2 separate regions of the Danio rerio genome follow, and region 2 is linked to region 1. The links are chromatin contacts, called in public Hi-C maps. All regions are on one chromosome and are shown on one strand. The core of a region is the stretch at or near the end of the contact, and the rest is flanking DNA. Distances in the headings are between cores, read along the strand shown.

Evidence for each region. A called contact is a pair of places that touch in the nucleus more often than the background predicts.
Region 2: a Hi-C map of an unstated tissue shows a contact between it and region 1, with 2.1 times the contacts expected there. The contact joins the promoter of ro60 here to the enhancer-like site in region 1. A contact is called at or near these places in 3 of 18 Hi-C or Micro-C datasets (caudal fin, hematopoietic stem cells and an unstated tissue) and 2 of 4 datasets of contacts at active chromatin or transcription factors (embryo and pancreas).

Annotation. Positions count from the first base shown.
Region 1 is chr2:12,267,036-12,273,059 of GRCz12tu, forward strand. No RefSeq gene overlaps it. Among named protein-coding and RNA genes, the nearest start is that of abhd3, 71 kb to the right of the region's middle. Within about 2 kb of position 3,931, at least 4 of the 62 cell types and tissues checked have an H3K27ac peak or open chromatin away from gene starts, as enhancers often do.
Region 2 is chr2:12,350,527-12,357,080 of GRCz12tu, forward strand. It overlaps ro60 (Ro60, Y RNA binding protein), which reads left to right and starts at 2,029. Exons shown (of 9, transcript NM_001037397.2): 1 at 2,029-2,352; 2 at 4,329-4,907. The coding sequence starts at 4,340. LOC141377818 (a long non-coding RNA gene) reads right to left here. Exons shown (of 2, transcript XR_012390801.1): 2 at 21-495.

The sequences.
Region 1 (6,024 bases), core at 2,681-5,180:
CAAAGAACGCCAGGCAAGGGAGAAGCCCAGGTCAACCGTCTGCCAATGCGTGTCACACACTCTGGACCGGGTGACCGCCCTTGTTCACTTTCTGTAGTACAACTTGAGGAACCCTCATTGACTTTCAGAAGCTTTGTGAAAGACTCTGAAGTAAAAAAGAATGCTCAGCTTTGCACGCACTGTGCTTTTATTGTCAAATTGATTGCAACGAGCATCAGCTGCGCAAGCTGAAGCTGCCAACTCATTGGCATTTTATTGGCCCTTTTACATACTCTTTCAGATGATTGGCTTTCTGAACGAAATCCCCATAGTGGAAGTTTTTCCACGTAGCTTTGAAGTTCCCCTCCGAAGGAAACCATGTTTACATGTGAACATTGGTGGTCATGAATTAACTACAACAACAATGTTTTTTGTATAATAACTATGGTCATTTTTTTAATTAATAATTTATAATAACTATGGTAAATTTTTATAACTTACCCATGGTTAAGGGGTTGCTTAGCTGTTTTTTTTTTCCACAGGATGGCAATAAAATCATTAATTGTTCAATACAAAATATTGATACTAAGGTTTTTTTTTTTTTAAGGCAGATTTCTTTATTTAGCAACAAATTTAATTAAAAAAATTGTGTAGCAGAGCTATATGGACCTTGTCTCAATTGGTATACAATTATAAAACACTGCTTTTTTTTTTTTTTTTTTTTTTTTGCTTTTTTTTTTATGGGCAAAATTTTTAACTTTTAAAGTTCAGCCAATCTTCCGGTCTGGCAGAAATATTTCTAGCTTAGCACAGATCATTAAAGCAAATTAGACCATTAGCATTTCACTCAAAAATTTACAAAAAATTGTTTCAATAATGTTTGTATTCAAAGCTTGATTCTCTGTAGTTCCATCATGTACTAAGACTGACAGAAAATGAAAAGTAGCTTTTTTTCTAGAGCGACATGTCTAATATACCATTATTTTGTCATAAGAACAATAATGTTTAATATATAATGATCAATAATAATAATATAATTGTGCCTGCAGTTGCAGCAGCATGGTACAGCAGCAAAGTTTCTTGATTATTACGCTAGAATGAAAATGGAGGCTTTCACAGAGGAGCAAATTTTATTTGCAGATTTATTCAACATTAGTCAGGAAAGCATTGGTCAATCGGGTTCATACAGATAATCCGGAAGTCATTGTCAAGGAACAGGCAAATGGTCAAAACCGCAGAATGGTAGGATAAACTAGGAACAAGGCTAGAAGTAGATAACATAAAAACATAAAACATAAAAACATAAAACGTAAAAAAATGCTACCTAAAGTTAAAGGTTCGTTTAAACTAACAAAACAAATAAACAACACTCAGCAATGTGTGTGAGCAAATGTGGTGTATAAATAGTCAGTGTAATGAGTCCTTGAGCAGCTTCAGCTGTGAGTGTTTGCAATCAGAGAGATTAGGTGTGTGTGCGGTGTATGCTGGGATTTGTAGTCCATTTGGTGGCTTGAAGTTGTAGTTCTCTGACTGTAACAGAAAACATAACTCCTGGACACAGGGCCACCCCAATATGATTTTGCTGTTGATATTATTAAATTAAATGTACTTATGTAAATTCTAATGTTTCTATAAATAAATAAATAAAAACGCAGCTACTAAATTATTGTTGGTGCCACTGACTTAGCTGAATGACTGCCCCTCTCCCTCCCCCAGTGGCAGATTTAGGCATGGGCACGGAGGAGACGGTGCAAAAACATTAAAAAAAATAAAAATAAATCCCCTAAATGCATTGGGATACGATTTACTTTATGCAAGTGTATTAACTTTTTGTGAGTGGCAATAAAGATGTTAGGGGTCGTTCACAGTTGGCATCTTTTGCAAGCGTTCTCTATGTGCAACCGAAACAATGCTGGTGAAAGCAAACTGACACATGTGCACAGAGAACCATTCCCGTGCGCCTCACGTGCTCCTGTGTGAATCCCTGTGTGAAACCGGAGTAACAGCCTTTTGTGCAGAGGTGTCGGCATGCAGGTAGTTTTGAAAGTCGACAAAACTTGAGTTTAAATAATAAGATGATGATGTTACTTTCATTAAGCATGGCTATAAGGCAGAAAACAGGAATAAAGAGTCAGGGAGGTAAGACTTCATAACATTAATTCTCGGCCATGAGTCAGGTCTAAGAGCACAGATAATTTTATAAAACATTTTTATTTTTTGTATAGAATTGTCATAATATTCATGCAAAAGATTTCTTAAGTGATCTTGGCATATCACTCCGGTTGTTACATTGTTTTCAGTAACATTTAGGATTTATTTCTGTTATTTATTTAGAATAATAATTGTATAATAATGTTAATAATTGTATTTATTTAGAATAAATATAAACAAATTGATATGTTTATTGAAAAATAAATCTAACAATTTGAGAGGTTGGGGGTGTATGGGGTGGTTTGCCCAGGGTGTCATTTAAACTAGAACCGCCACTGCGGGCCTCCTCGATCGTCTTTGATAGCACGCATACATCTTCAATAGACAGCAATAGCAGTTTAATATTTACCTTAGGGTACATTAATAGAAGAAGCTGCATTAATAATATTGTGGCTCAAAAAGAAATATGGATAAATTATAGCATAGGGTCTATATAGTGAGTGTGTGTATATAGTAATGCCTTTTGTTCAGTTTGTTCAACTGTTTGTTTTATTAATTCATTTATTAATTTTCATTAATTATAGACATGGGTTATACTGTATGCGGTACAATAAAGGTATGTGAAAAATAAATAAATATATGTATGAAAAGTGTTTTTAAACTAAATACAAATTTGGTTTGCACATGTACTTGCTGAATTATTTCAATGAATAAATAGCAATATTTCAAGAGTAATTATCTAAATGAATTAAAACCACATTATTTTGTTTACCAGAAACAATTTTCAACATTACATTCAATTCATTAATTTTTGTGTGCCGCCCTAAGATTTGGTGTGGCCTCTTCTGGCCACCCCTAAGAAAATTTTCTGGGGGCACCACTGCCTAGACATCAGTCTAGGAAAACAGCAAACGTTTCATTTTCCCTAGTACACAATGTAACTACCAAGATAGCAAAGAATTCTGGCCCAGATTTGGCATGAAACTACCACAGCAGGCATTCATCCGGCACTGCCATACAGCATGTGGCCAGACATGTCCTGGGTTTGGCAGAGGTGGCACCGTCTTTAAGGCGGCACACAAGACATGGGCCAGAAGTCAACTGTAGTATTTCACCCGGATGTTTAAAAACTGATTTGTGGGCCATGTAAGTTTGACCCATATTTAAATTACATTTTATTTTTGAATAAAGAATTAACTTAGCTGAGACTTGCCCAGATAAGGTCCGTTTTAGACCTTGTCTGGAAGCCAGACTTGGTCCAGTCATGAACCGCCATTCACAGAAGCATCTGGGCTAAGCAAAGGTTGATTTTGTGGGCCAGAGCAAGGCCAATGAAATTTTTGCTATGTGGGTACAGAACAGTCCAGCTTTAAATAGGAACATCTGAGAACTCTTTGGTCATTTTTGAGCAAGAGGCTAATGATCTAATCCAATTTGATGGTCAGCAGTTGGGAATTTTATTTTTTTTTAAACAAAACAAGTAAACTCTGCCTTTAATCATTTAAAATTTCTCTAATCAAAGTGTCAAAAATGGATGTTGCTCAAATTCCCACCATGCTCATCTAGAACTGTTGGATATTCACAATAGAGAACATAGCTTATACACTGCAATTCAACACTGTACACACAGACTAATGTTTTTTTTTTTTTTTTTACGTAATGATGAGAGGTTCCATAAACAGTGAGTGTTATTTGATGAGTCCAACCATCAATCATCAACCAGTAATGAACCTTGCATACAGTCCCCTCTGTCCTATATATTTCAGTATAAAATCAGATCACAGTTCAGCCAAAGAATTAAAGTGAACTTTAGCCCTATTAAAGCAGAGTGACACATTATCAGTCCACTCTGGTTATCCAGGAAATCCTCTTAATGCGTGCCAAGGGTGAAAGCTTGTGGGAGTTTTCTGTGTTTCTAGATTGAAGTGTAAAGTGCTCAGTCCAAAATAAATCTGGCACTCAGGTTTTTTTTTTTTTTTTTTTTTTGTGATGCTTTAGTACATCCTATTAAAGTCTGAAGAGCCTATGGCCTACTTACATGCCCAAACAGACACAAATTCACAGTTTGGTACATCTGAGATGCAGGAAAAGCATGGATCCATCTTGAGTTGTATCAATGGTTCAGGCTGGTGGTGGTGGTGTAATAGTCAAACCATTTGAGCACAGCCTACCTGACTATTGTTGCTGACCATGTCTAGTGTACCCATGTACTGATGGCTACGGGAGATTCACAGTGCATGCTGCTATCATGTCAATATGAACCAAAATCTCTGAGGCATATTTCCAGTTTTGCCAGTTCTGAAGGCAAAAGGGAGTCCAACCCAGTACTAGTGAAGTGTATAGTGAAATAATCAATAATGGCTGAAAAAAACAAATTGAGAAATTAAAAATAATAATTCCTTTAATATTTACTCACCCTTGCGTCATTCCAAACCCCTGAGATTTTTGTTCATCTTCAGAACACAAATAATGATATTTTAAATGAGACCTCCATAGACAGCAGTGGTCCTGAGACGTTCCAGAAAGTCCAGAAAAGGAGTCAAAACATTTGTGATCAAAAGTGTTCTTGGAGCTTTGTATGATTAGACAAAAGGTCAAAAACTTTCCATCTACATTTTTTTTAATTTTAGAATTGAGTTTATTTCAGAAATACATTTTATTTTTGACCAGTTACTCTGAAAAAGTTTATTTTATAATTATTAATAAATAAAAATAAATAATTAATAAAAAAAAGAAAGTACACTGTAAAAATTATATGATCAGTTAGCCATGACAGCATATGTTTTTAGTTCACAGTAACTTATTAAACTAAATTAATCATGTTCTAACTTAATTTTATAAGTCAGGCAAGCTATTTTAGATTAGTTTTACATAATATTAGTTCATATTACTCGTGAGGTTCTCTTTCTTCAGCTTACTTACAGCTTACAACCATGATTTTTTTTACAGTTTATAAAGGACAGAAATTTGGTATTGACGGATATCACTTTGAAGGCACAAGAGAGCAGTAGGCAAATATCTTTACATATGAAAAAATTTTAAATATTAAGGATATATATATATAGGATATAATAAGAATATATATATATATATATATATATATATATATATATATATATATATATATATATATATATATATATATATATATATATATATATATATATATGATATAAATATAAAGGATTAAAATATTACAAAACATATTATTTTCTAGCCTACATAAATATGAAAAACCACTGCTTTTATGCCTTCTTCATCTCGGGAGGCTTTTTCAGTTCATTCATAACAATTTGCTTTTGTATAATGTTATTATTATTAGCAGTATCATTTATTATATCCATATTTATATTTGTTTTATTAAAAACAAGCTTAGATTTGCCCACCTGTCAGGTTTAGACCATATGGGGCACAGCATGTGTTTTAAGATATAACTCATTATATAGCACATTTTGCTATTATTATTCATTTATTCGTTTGCTGGAAATTAGAACTGAATTTAGAAATAGTTTTGAAACGAATATTTGCGCTTAACAAACAAAAGTATTTATTTATAGACTAATTGATGTCTGTGCGTAAAGGTTTTCCTATCCAAGAGCGAAAGTGATCCATTATCTCTCATTCTCACGCAGTAGATGCTCTGTTTAACAGTTTTCTGTTAAAAAACTGTCAACTGTTAACTGTTTGCTTGTGAAATGCTCATTTTTTCCACTTAGAGTTACTTTGCGTCCTGTAAATATCGAATGCGCTCTTGGCGCGACACAGCTGACTCTTAAAGGGAATGGGAGATGAGACTCTAATTGGTTTATTCTTAAAACACACCTATAACTCATTAAGAAAATAAGCGCAAGGCAGATTTCCCGTCCTTAAATTAGCAAAAACGCGTCCTGACAC
Region 2 (6,554 bases), core at 779-3,278, 82 kb after region 1:
CAGGAAAATTAAACAAACTACAATGAAATCAAAATTTTAATTATTCAATTCATAACTATAAATATACAATTCAATTCATCTTTATTTGTATAGCGCTCTTACAATATATATTGTGTCAAAGCAGCTTCACATAGAAGATAATAGTAAACTGAAACAGTATAAGTCCAGTTTTGTGTTGTAGTTCAGTTTAGTGTGGTTTAATTTTCACTGAGAGCATTAAGAGAAACCAGGTATATTGGGGGCATGACCATTTCTCCTATGGCCAAAGGTCTTGTGCAGAACTGCAATCTAGGCGCTGGAGGCTGGAGAACGCACGAATCCATCGTGGAGAAGCTACATGTGGGAGAGCATCTGGTGTACAGGCTGGCCCTTCAGGATCAATGCTAGGACTGGTCTGTCACTAGGGTCTTACAAGGATCAGTCTGATGTTCTCCACTCCTCCATTACCACCACAGCAGCTGCTCAGGATACAGCCTGGTCCATGATTATGGAAACCTCGGGAATCAAATAAAAAAAGATAAGTGCAGATGCCGTCCAAATTATAATGTCTTTAGGGAAGTGTTCCCGGCTAAGGTTGCCCTAAATAATGCAAACTAACAATCCTTTAGAGGACAGCATTTGTGTTTTATGTGTATTCTTATGCAAAGAGATGTCTTTAATCTAAATTTAAACTGACAGAGTGTGTCTGCTTCGCGAATTGTGCTAGGAAGGCTGTTTCAGAGTTTAGTTGCTAGATCAGCGAAAGATCTACTGCCTACAGTTGAGTTTGATATTCTGGGAATAATCAATTGTTCAGAATTAATTGAGCGCAGTGGACGTGAGGGGCTATAATACACCAGGAGCTCCCTCAAATACTGGGAAGCTAAGCCTTTCATGGCTTTGTAGACAGTCAATAAAATTGTAAAAATTTATACAATATTTAATAGGGAGCCAATGCAATGATGAAAGAACTGGAGTAATAATATGATCATATTTCTTTAGAAAGCACTCTAGCAGCTGCATGAACTAGCTATATTAGTTAATTAATTAATTCATTCATTCATTCATTCATTAATTTATTAATTAATTAATATATAGCTATATTAAAATAGATTAAATTACATCCAAATAAATAAACAATCCAAAAAGTTTTAAAGATTAGGGTTTAATTGCAATATAGTGAAGTAAACTGCATGAAATATTAATGTGAATATGATACAATATCCCACTGGGTTAAACTATTAGAAAACGTGTGATAAATATTTAGCATGAAAAATAAAGTTATCATTATTGTGTGTCAACATTAAATCTTCTGCAACGATATCTAACTCGTGAATTTGTTTTACATTAATTTACACCTTGTCGTCCAATTTATGTATGGCATGGCCATTAAAAATACAGTGTTCCTTAACCAGATGATTTTTCAAGTTACTTATAAAGAGAATGTTACTTCAGTCAGGTTGTAATGTTTTAAGTTGACTAGTTACACAATAAAAAAAAAAAAATCGTTAATCGGATAAACTTTATAAAAAAATCTGGATTTTTTTTTCCCACATCGCCCAGCCCTAACATATATATATATATATATATATATATATATATATATATATATATATATATATATATATATATATATATATTTTTTTTTTTATTAATTAATTAATTAAATAAAAGAGTATTATTACTGATTTAAATTTTTAATGGAAAACTTCATTAAGGTGACAGACAGTTAAGGGGTTAAAATGAGAAAAATGGGATTGAAATAAACACATAACCTAAATAAATAAATGCATAGGCCTACATAGGAAAAACGTAGGCTAATGTTTGAATATATATTTTTACAGTATAAATGGGATCCTATAAAATGGGTATTCATGAACAAAATATAGCCTGCCCTATAACTTGACATATTAATAGAATTATCCTGCAAAGCTCTACAAAACATTTACAAAGTAATTTTAAGTTTACTGATATTTAATCACTTGATCCCTTTTCCCAGGACAAAAGCGAAAAAAATGCTTATTTTCTTACCGACGTCTGGACGTTGTCTTGGGCTATGTCTCACAACCTAGTACACTGCCTACATAGACGGCGTTTTAAGGAATGAACAGTGTTTTCCGACTCCAAATGAGAATAAACTATCTATATACACCTCAAATTATTATAACCCAAACGTTTAGTCTTAACTAAACAGATGCAGATCACGTTCCAATGCTAGCCAGTGATGTCTACCTAGCAAGGGAACTAGGTTTTGAGCTACAGCCATCGTGTAGTCGGGAATCTTCGCACTGCTCTTCTTCTTTGAGTCTGATTTTAAGGGAGGAGCTGTAACTCTCGGAACATCCAGAGACTTTTGGAGAAGGACAACAACAGGTAGGAAGCTTGTGGACTTATTAAAAGTTTTCAAGACGTATTGCGACATTTCTGTTCTTGCAGAGAGTGAGAGAGTTTATTAAGCGGCCAGATAGTGATGTATATTAGCATCAGGCTAACTGATGTCTGTCTACCCCTCCCTTCTTCATCATCGCGAGTCTGGTTTAAAGGTTGTGCTCTTGATGTTGTTGAACAGTGTTGATGTTGTTTCGGTTTGATGGAGCACTTCAGTGTTAACTTTACAGGCTATATGAGTGTATTTTAAAGAGGCTTTGCTCGCAATTGCTAACTGGCTAACAGGATTAAAGGCGCTAGTGATCTGAGCCTCATAAAGCTGACAAAACAAAATGATACGCTCAGTCTCACACGATTTGAAGAGCAGAGACTTTAAAATATATCATGGTTTAGGTGATAAACAATTTATTAACATAAATCTGCATAAGTCATTTAATGTTATTAACGTCAAGCATCTTTACTTTTTTCCTTAGCTTTTTGGAAAAATAAGTAGCTACAAACAAACGCTATAAGTATAAACATTACAAGACTTTTTAAAATATATTATTCTCCATTTGTTGAATTTTATATATATATATATATATATATATATATATATATATATATATATATATATATATATATATATATATATATATATATATGTATAATTTATTCACTCATTGTTATTATTAAATGTTGTTATTAGTTATTAAAAATCTACATCTAGATAGATAAATAGATAGATAACTTAGATGGATAGTGAGATGTATTATAATATATGTCATTTTATATATTTCTTATATTTAACCAATAGATTTATAGACACAGGTTGTTTAATTATATAAAAATGAATTCAAAATGTAAGCTAATATATTAAAAATTTTTATTATTACTTATAAAAGTATAAATATTATTGTGTATAAATAATATTGACAAGTGTTGTTATTAGTAAATAAAAAATAAGGTCTGTCTGTCTGTCTGTCTGTCTGTCTGTCTGTCTGTCTGTCTGTCTGTCTGTCTATCTATCCATCTATGTGTATATAAATCTATTGTTTAAATATAAACCAAAATAAATGCCCTATATAATATATCTATTAATCATAGCAATCAGTTTCTGTTTAATGGAGAGAAGATTTGTTTTCAACATATCTCTAAACATAATAGTTTAATTAATTGATTTTTATCTCTGCTATGATGACAGTAAATAATATTTGGCTAGATATTTTTCAAGACACTTCTGTACAGCCTAAAGTGACATTTAAAGGCTTAACTAGGTTAATTAGGTTAACTAGGCAGGTTTGGGTAATTTGTAATTACTTACTTTACTCACTATATGGTGCTCCTAAAATAATACCATGGTACTTTCTTGGAACATGTAATGTGTGTTGCCATGGTTGATATATATTGTTTTTTGTTTATATTTAATATTTGAACAATAGATTTATGTGCACACAGTAATGTTTAAAATGTAAAAAATATATATATATATATATATATTTATTTAATTATTTATTTAATTACTTATTAATTAATTTCAGGGTGATTACCATATATGGAAATTTAAAAAGTACCATAGATGTATTAGTTGGATTATTTATCATTACATTATTGACCTTATTCTTCAATGTGAAAGTGTGCTCGTTTTTGTGATTGTATTAGAATCGATTCTCTGTGGGAGAAATGATTAGGAATGATAAACGGCAGAAAACGGTCAAACTACTTGTTCTACAAACAAGTGTGTCCATGACTATACAGACATAGCTGGATATAATGAGAAAATATCAGTTTGGATCATCAAGCAGTGTAACGAGGGGTTTTTAACGTCTAAAATTGAAAGGAAGTAAATAAGATCGGAAGGCTTAGGCCAAAGAGATTCAAATTGCTGCGTCTGCTTGTATGCGAAGAATAAGGGCAACTTAGTGTTGATGTTCTATGCTGTGAGTCTAATATCTGTATATGTTTTATATGTTTGTCTGTAGGACGGCTAATTATGGATCCAGCATCTCATCCAGAGCAGCTGTCAGTTGTTAACGAACAGGTGCTGAACTCGGCGGACAGATCAGTGACTGCAGCTGTATGTCTGCGCCGCTTCCTCTGCTACGGCTCTGAAAGCTCCACATACAGCACTAAAGAGTGTCCTCTGGGCATCGAGAATGCCCTCTCCTTAATGCAGCTCATCGAGGGGGGTCGTGGGTCTGAGGTGGTAGACGAGGTCAGACGCTTCAATTTGGAGGGCCGCGCTGTCCGTCCAAACCCCGGCCTCTTTACTCTGGCTGTCTGCTCGCAGCATGCAGACTGTAAAACTAGACAGGCCGCTTTACGGGCACTGAAGGAACTCTGCCGGTCCCCCATGCAGCTCTTTACATTCGTGCAGTATAAGAAGGAGTTGAAGGAGGGCTCTGGGATGTGGGGCCGGGCTCTGCGGAGGGTCGTGACTGATTGGTACAATGGTCAGGATGGGATAAGTCTGGCGCAAGCAGTGACCAAGTGCAAGCACAGGGCAGGCTGGTCCCATCAGGACCTCCTCAGACTGTCCCACATGAAGCCTGCTAATGACAGTGAGTGCTTGAGTAATGGTTTGACGTGAAGAGGAAGCAATGGTTTAATGATTTCAAGTGTGATAATTTGGATAATAATTAAAATATTATTTTTTTTTAATCATTTTTATTTATACAACAGTTCTGTCTGGTTCTCGAATTTGAGTGGCTGATAGCAGTGAGATATTCTGCAATATCAGAACTCCTACAGCCTCCTTACCAAACCGTATTACTCCACCCAAATAGACTGACAGCAGATCATTACTCAGAACTCATTACAGTTTGACAAATATTGCAGTTATTGGACAACATAATGTACTTTTAATGCTGTGTTCACACCAGACGCGGAACGCGCGGATAAATCGCGCTACTTGCGCGTAAATAGCTGCGTGAACATTTGAGTTTACTCGCTTCATACGTGCGTCAAACCCCACTTCATTCGCGTGTCAAATTCACATCAGAACAGATACGGATTCGCGTGATGGGCAGGGCTTCTGTCTGCCCGAAAACTCTAGCTTCATAGCTAAATGGCTAACATGGATTTTATGAAGAAAATAACAGTGTTTATGTGCTTTATGAAGACTGAAAAACAGCGTTGATACTTTTAGGGTTGTGTCTGAGTCCACTACATTCTTTCAGAGGTGCATTCAGCTCTGTGAGCTCATAAACTCTTCCAGAAACTTAACCTAGATGACGGAGGCTTTCAGCGGTGCTTCTAACTTAGCCAAGCCGAGTTTGATGAACTGTTGTCGGTGAAGGCTGGAGGATTTCCCTCGGAACACCGACAACAGGTTCTACGTCACAATCACGCCCCCACAAGAGCAAGCTTCTGATTGGTTTACGCGGCGCGAATGTACGCTGAAGTTCAGATTTTCGAAATCGAGAGATTTGCGCGAAACGCTCGTTTTTCGCGCGCAATTTGCGTCATTCGCGCCGCGCTATTCGCGCATATCGCGCCGCAGGATGTCTATTCGCGCTTTTGCATTGACTTAACATGTAAATCACTCGCGCTTGACACGCGTGCCGCATCTGGTGTGAACGCAGCATAAGGCTTTTTAGGGCGAGAATGTAGTTGTTTTGATTGAAACAATGCAGTTTATTCATAAGGAAAGTTTGAATATGCAGTTTATTTACTTTAAATATTTATAGTTTTGGAGATACAGCGCCATCAACAATATGGTGACACAGACCGCATAATCAGCCCTTAAAGGAGGGAAAACCCAGCGTAATTTTAAACTACAGCTGATTAAAAAAGTGACTTTCTAAGTTGATCTCACTCTATTTTGTATGTTCCAGTGTTGTCTATACCAGGGATGGGCAAACTCGGTCCTGGAGGGCCGGTGTCCTGCACAGTTCAACTCCAACTCTAATCAAACACACCTGCTTATAGATTTCTAGTGATCTTGAAGACACTTTTTGGCATGTTCAGGTGTTTTTGATTAGAGTTGGAGCTAAACTATGCAGGACACCGGCCCTCCAGGACCGAGTTTGCCCACCCCTGGTCTATACCATAGCAGTCTTAGGGTGTTGAGTGTGAGATAGGACTCAAATATTAGGAATGTATGTATTCTGTGTTACACTCTTTATCTAACCCTGAGTTACTTTTTGGTTGATCATCTGTTTCTTATGAGTTACTGCAGACTGGTTCAGTAAACAGAAAGAAAGAAG